Regions from separate parts of the Rattus norvegicus genome. Here region 1 is linked to region 2. A link is a contact called in public Hi-C data. All regions are on one chromosome and are shown on one strand. The core of a region is the stretch at or near the end of the contact, and the rest is flanking DNA. Distances in the headings are between cores, read along the strand shown. Region 1 overlaps Lmod1 (leiomodin 1). Region 2 has its middle 16 kb from the start of Gpr37l1.

Region 1 (3,272 bases), core at 751-3,250, 170 kb before region 2:
GCTCCAGTGACAATATGGGATATGATATAAAAGCCTAGCCAACTGCCCGTGCCCACGTGCCAGGCAGACCCTTGTCCTAGGCCCGCCCGAGTCCCCCACTCTGGCTAGGGAAAGTGAAGAGCCGGAGGAGGAACTTCTCGGTTTGGGGGCAGTAGGCATGTAATGGAACCTCAGAAAGAACAGGACGGATGCTAAAAAAGGCTGAGGTCAGGTGTTGGCTTCTCTTGGATCTAGAAGACCTGCTCTCACAGGGTGGGGGTTGGGGGAGCGACCTGGAGTTGAGTCTGGATTCATTAACTTGAACGAATCATTTGCTTTCTTTGAACCTCTCTGCTCGCCCCTCCCCCGCGTAAAACGTAGGTGATAGATGGGGATAGATCTTTTCTAATGCTAGTTCTGACCTTCCTCGGTTTTAGGAAGGAAAAACCCGCTAGACGCGTGACTCCGGGTTCAGGTTCCTCAGGCGGACAGCAGAACTCGCGGAGCCGACAGAAACGCTTCTGCGAATCCCGCGTGTCCTGAGCTCAAGCATCCGCCCCGCACCTCGAGCGGGTCCGGTACCGCACCGACAGTCGCGTAGGGTGGGGCTAGCTTCCCTTCCGCATCTCTGGTCTTCTCTGACCTCCGCAGCCAGCTCCAGGTCCAAGCTTTAGGCTGCTCTCTGGAGCAGAAGAGCCTGGGACGCAGTTCTCCTCGAGGTGGCGCTGCGCCCCCACATCAGGTTTAAAGGCACTTAGAATTCTGTGATTACATCATTCCAGGCTTAATGGGCTCTGGGAGGCAGAGGGTTGGGGAGTGTGTGTGACTCCAGTCCCCACCCCGCCTAAATCGTGTTTCCAGCTAAGTAAACAAACAAACAAACAAACAAACAAACAAGAAAGCAAAGGTGAAAAGTTATAAAGGAGACTTTAAGATTGGAGATTGGCCGGGTGTGGTAGCACACACCTTTAATCCCTGTGGAGGCAAACAGATGTTTGTGAGTTCGAAGTTAGCCTGCTTTATGTAGGGAGTTCTAAGTCAGCCAAGACTACATAGAGAAGAGGAAGATATCTATATCTACATCGACATCTATCTACCTATCATCTACCTATCTATATTTCTGTTTGGCTTCCAATGTCATTGTGAAAAACTATCACTGGTCCATTTTTCAGCAGCAGAGAGGAGTGAAGACTTCGGTCCTGCCTCTTATCAGCCATGTACCCATGTGAAGCTGATTAATTTCTATCTGCAAACCAGTGAGGCTATTGGCTTCCACCTCGCAGAGTTGGAAGATAAGCAGAAGCACCCTTAAGATCTACCTAGTGGGGGCTGGAGAGATGGCTCAGCGGTTAAGAGCACTGACTGCTCTTCCACAGGTCCTGAGTTCAAATCTCAGTAACCACATGGTGGCTCACAACCATCTGTAAAGATCTACCTAGTGCCCTGCACCATCAGATGCAAGCTCGTGGGCTTGGCTCCAAATCACGATCTTTGAGATCTGGGAGCCAGCGCTGGGATATCTCCTCCCCTGGGCCAGCCCATTACTTAAGCAGTAATGGGGTGGGGAAGGAATGGAATCAGAAGGTACCCTGGGATATGAGTAGGCCCTCTCTGATTTTAGCCAGACCTACAACAGCTATCCTACTTCCTTAGGGAGGTGGGACCCCACCCATATTCCAACTGCTTTCCTCTCTGCTTCTAGAGAGAAAGAGAGAGACAGACAGACAGACAGACAGACAGACAGACAGACAGATGTCTGTGACCCAGAACCAAGGTGGTAATTTCATGGTGGCACAGTAATCTTCAGGCCAGTAAGTCAGAAAGAGATCATGTTGGAGATGGAAACCAAGGCCTCCATGCTAGGCATGGGAGCTGACGCTGGGCTTCATCCCTAGTTGGAACAGTATTCCATAGATCCCCAGTGATGCCTCCAGTGGGAGCATGCCCTAAGTCACACTGGTGTCCCTCCCTGAGTCACTCTGACTCACTCTGCCTTCCTTCGCCTGTAACTGCTGTGAAGAACTGGCCCTGAGCCTACAGTAGGAAGAGTCACGGAATGGTCATCCCTGAACGTGCCTTATATAGCCATCGCCAGGGCCCTGTGTGACTCTCTGCCCCTGAGAACATCTCTGGGCACAGATACGAGGCAAAGAGACTGGCGAGGAACAGACCTGCAACACCAGGTCGGGAGGTTGTCTCAAGAGTTCAAGCTTTCCCCCATATTGCCCTCTCTGTCTATGGTCACCTTGAATGGTTTGGCAGGGACCCTGAGCTTTTGGAGGCCTTCTAGGGAACCCGGGGTGAACATTAGAACCATTAACACATGAAGAAAAGGTGAGGTATAGCCACTCGCAGCTAAAGGTTTGTATATATTATCAAAATCTTATGGAAAAACAGATATATAGCTATTATACAGCAGCAGGTGGTGTGAAGGAAACGTCTGCTTTGGCATCAACCCTTCAGGTCCAGCTGCTGTCTGTCTGTCTACTCCCAGCTGGAGCCTACCTTCTCTCAGGTACTGTCCAACCATGTCCGCTGCCCAGGCACATCAGATGGAGGCTTTATAGTGTTCCCAGCCCTCCTGCTCTGCCTTCCGACTCCCTTGCCCTCCATCTTTCTACCTCTGCCCCATGGAGTGCCACTGGCCCAGCCGCTTGGCCCCAAGGGCTCCTCAGAGGCCTGAATCCTGGCCCTGGAGGCAGTGAGGCTGGGGTGGATATGTGGTCCCTGGGAGACATCTTCTCTGTGACGTACTTAAAGGACTCCTCTTGTCCCGACACTTCACTCCAGCTCCAGGTTTCAAAGCAATTTTTGAAGAGCCTCAGAGACAAGAAAAGGAAAGGGAGAAGAGATGAGGTGTCCTCCCTCGAGCGCGGCCCAGGTCTCGAGCTCTCCCATGGTGGACAGGGGCAGCTGTAGCAGCTCAGCCAGGGTGGGGTGGCGGGGGTCTGTGTAGCCCTGGAACAAGAGTCTAGGCAGTCAGGCATTGGTACCAATGCCTGGCTGCCTGTCCTATTGAAGCAGCTTGGGCACCTCTACCTGTAAGGCAAAGCAGAGATGGGTTAGCTCAAGGAATCCAACACCGTACCCTAGAGTCTAACTCACTTTCCTTCCCTGCCAAAGGACACCACGCAAACACCTCAGCATGTGTCTGTGGGATGAATGTTCTGCAAAAACCATATGCTGGGGCTGGAGAGATGGCTCAGCAGTTAAGAGCACTGACTGCTCTTCCAGAGGTCCTGAGTTCAATTCCCAGCAACCACATGGTGGCTCACAACCATTATGAGATCCGA
Region 2 (2,946 bases), core at 237-2,736:
TATATTCTATGGAAATGTTCTCCTCACTACGTGCTGGGCTACTGAATTCTTTGTACCCTAGAGTGCCTTTCATTAGTTTGGCTAGTTAACTAAATATGACTAGGAAGGAGGTCCATTTATCTGTGCTGATAGATCCTAGGCCTCAGGGTGGGCTTTGTCCTGCTGCTAGTCTCTTTCTGTTGTCCGATCCTTCGCTGCCCATCCCCCTTACAGTCCTGACTTACAACAGTGCCGCAGCCAACACCCCAGCACAGTGGAGAGAAGGAACAAAGCCACAGCAAAAAAAAAAAAAAAAAAAAAAAAAAAAAAAAAAAAAAAAAAATTAACTAACTAATTAACTAACTAACTAATTAATTAAATCTAAAAGTTGGTCGAGAAATCGGTACTTCCTGGTCAACAGCAGACTTTTAGTGAAGGCCAAAGCATTTGCCACCTGGAGAGCACCACGTAGTCCTCTCCATAGCTACTCTCCCATCCCTACTGGGAGGTGGTACTGACAGATCTACTCTAGAGGACAGAGAAGTTCCCATCTAGGGAAGCTGAGACAATCTGTGGCTAGGGTAAGGAGGCTGCAAGGACAGACCGTGACAGATTAGTAGCAGGGGTGCGAGGGGGAGGGGGGTAGCCTGCAGAAACCGATGGCAGGGTGCTACACACTGCTTTGAGAGCAAGCTGTCCAGGGTCAGCGTCCTAATGGGAGCCAAAGCCTGTGTTCGACTCTGTAGAAGCCGGCATTAAATTAACTGGTAAAGATGGCTGTGGGTAGCCTCAGAGAATTCCAGTCAGGAAGAAGAGCAGGTAAGCAGCTTTCTCTGTTTTCTGGCTTCCTCTGTGCATCCTGGTCCCCAAGAGTCTGCAGTTCAGAAGAAGCTACATGACAAGTCAGTCAGCTTGTTCAGAACTGTGCCCCATCTGGCTCTAGGAAGCCAGGTCGAGAAAGTGAAGGCCAGAAAGAATATACCACATACAATCCCAGCACTCAGGAGGCAGAGGCAAATGGATCTGTGAGTTCCAGGCCAGCCTGGTCTACAGAGTATGTCCCAGGACATTTAGGGCTACACAAAGAGAAATCCTGTCTTGAAAAACCAAGAGAGAAAAAAAAGAAAAGAAGAAAAAGAGATGTTAAAATTTTTAACTACGTGTGTGTGTGTGTGTGTGTGTGTGTGTGTGTGTGTGTGTGTGTTTCTCACAAATGTTGAGCCAAGGCCCTGAGGATGCTACCTCAGCAGGAAAATGAATGAACACTTAGCATGCCCTGAATCCAGTCCCACTAGTACCACGCATGCGCTCACACACACTGGTTGTGAGTCCATGCCAGGCATTGTGCCTGAGGGACAGCAGGTCATTTCATTTAATCTACACAACAATCCATGGGTAGGGATTGTCAGTCCTGATTTACAGCAGACATTCAGTGAGGTCAGGCCCAGCCCAGATCTCACAGCTGATTGGTGAGGAACCAGGATGACCGATACCAAGAATTCTCAAAATTCCACCACTTAACCACAATACTATGTGCTGTCAGCAAAAGTTTGACCGGAGTTATTCACAACCCAGTACCGCGAAAGAGCTGACTCAGTCACTCAGGGCAGGTGCTCCTGGAAGGTGGGCAGTAGACAGTACCAGTAACCCCGCAGCTGACAGACCTACCCCATCTGACTGCACTGTGGAGCTTCGAGGATTGAATCAGATCTTTCTTTCCCCCCTTCAGGACACAAGGGATCCGGTCCTGTGAGGTCACACTGCTGGGCAGGGCTTCCAGGGATTGGTGACTCTCGATGACGGCAAGGAGCTGATCCACTCCACCCAGGAACTACGGTGGCTTGGCTGCATCCTAGCCACGAGTGTAATTGCAGACCCTCAGGAGTCCTCGTCCCAGCGGGACAGAGAAGATCTGTGGCTCTGGGGTTTAAACTCATAGATGATTTTGGATCCCTAAGAGGGCTCTCTGTGTCTCTAGATAAGCCGTCTGTCCTCTCTGGAAAATCTCTAGGGGTCAGCCTCCTTCCTCAACAAAACAAAGAGAGCCCAAAAGAGGGTGGAGAGGTTGGAGGATCGTTTTCAAATGCCAGTTCAAGGAGTCGGGGATGAGGGTGGGTGGAGTAGGGGACCCAGTTGGTCCTGTTCTGGCTCAGGCTCCACTCTCCCTCTAGTCCCTAACAGCTACAATGCAAGCACATGACTCACCCTGCCCTCAGCACCCAGTTTCAGCCTCACCCCACCCCTGCCCTGGGCCTTCCACTTGCTGTTTACTCCAGGGAGGGAGGCATAGGTGTGCCTGGTCACCTCACCCCAGAGGGGAAAGATACTGGACTTCAGGCTCGAGACCCAGGACTCTGCTGGCTTCACCCCCGCAGGTGACCAAGGGTCAAGATAAAGTAGAGTTCCTAGCAAGGTAAAGAGAGTGGGGAGAAAAAGGCTCCAAGTGAACCCCACCAAGCCACGTAGTACCTGAGTCCATGGTCTCTCATCTCCTCCCCCGCCCTTAGTCTTCCTTGGTCACTGGCGCTTTCAATTCTCCCTGCCGCCACCCCCAGCATTGTTTGGTGGAGCAGCCCTGCCCAACCCTTACCCTGAGGACACCAGGCAGAGGTAAGGACACCCTGAAAGTGGCGAGAGCCCCAAGGCGGCTGTTTACTCCGAGGAGGTGTGCACAGCAAGCCAGGTTGGGACACTCCCTGTGTTGAACTGGTATAGGGAGTCATTAGTCCAGGACGCTAATAACCTTATGTTGGGGCTCAGAACATGATACCCCCAAGTAGTTCAGTAAGGTACAGACTCTGTAGAAGCCCTGAAGGCTTCAAGTCAGTTCCTGCCTTTAAGTCTCCTCACCTTTTGTTCTTCCAAACTCAGTGATAAATATTAGAAATCTTCCCCAAGGTAGATCTCAGAAACTAGGAGCCCTCTCCCTGAAAGCCACAGAAAGCTCAAAGAAAGCTGATCTCTTCT

The links. Hi-C and Micro-C count contacts between places; a contact is called where the count stands out from the background.
Region 1: a Hi-C map of the A7r5 cell line shows a contact between it and region 2, with 2.8 times the contacts expected there. The contact joins two enhancer-like sites. A contact is called at or near these places in 12 of 12 Hi-C or Micro-C datasets (the A7r5 cell line, the Rat2 cell line, Schwann cells and 7 more) and 1 of 1 datasets of contacts at active chromatin or transcription factors (oligodendrocytes).

The regions. Positions count from the first base shown.
Region 1 is chr13:49,345,734-49,349,005 of GRCr8, reverse strand. It overlaps Lmod1 (leiomodin 1), which reads right to left. Exons shown (of 3, transcript NM_001107179.2): 3 at 1,036-3,018. The coding sequence ends at 2,992. Among named protein-coding and RNA genes, the nearest start is that of Shisa4, 8.2 kb to the left of the region's middle. Within about 2 kb of position 2,000, at least 16 of the 93 cell types and tissues checked have an H3K27ac peak or open chromatin away from gene starts, as enhancers often do. A contact at or near this core is called in the A7r5 cell line and Schwann cells, where this site is marked.
Region 2 is chr13:49,172,216-49,175,161 of GRCr8, reverse strand. No RefSeq gene overlaps it. Among named protein-coding and RNA genes, the nearest start is that of Gpr37l1, 16 kb to the right of the region's middle. Within about 2 kb of position 1,486, at least 11 of the 93 cell types and tissues checked have an H3K27ac peak or open chromatin away from gene starts, as enhancers often do. A contact at or near this core is called in the A7r5 cell line and Schwann cells, where this site is marked.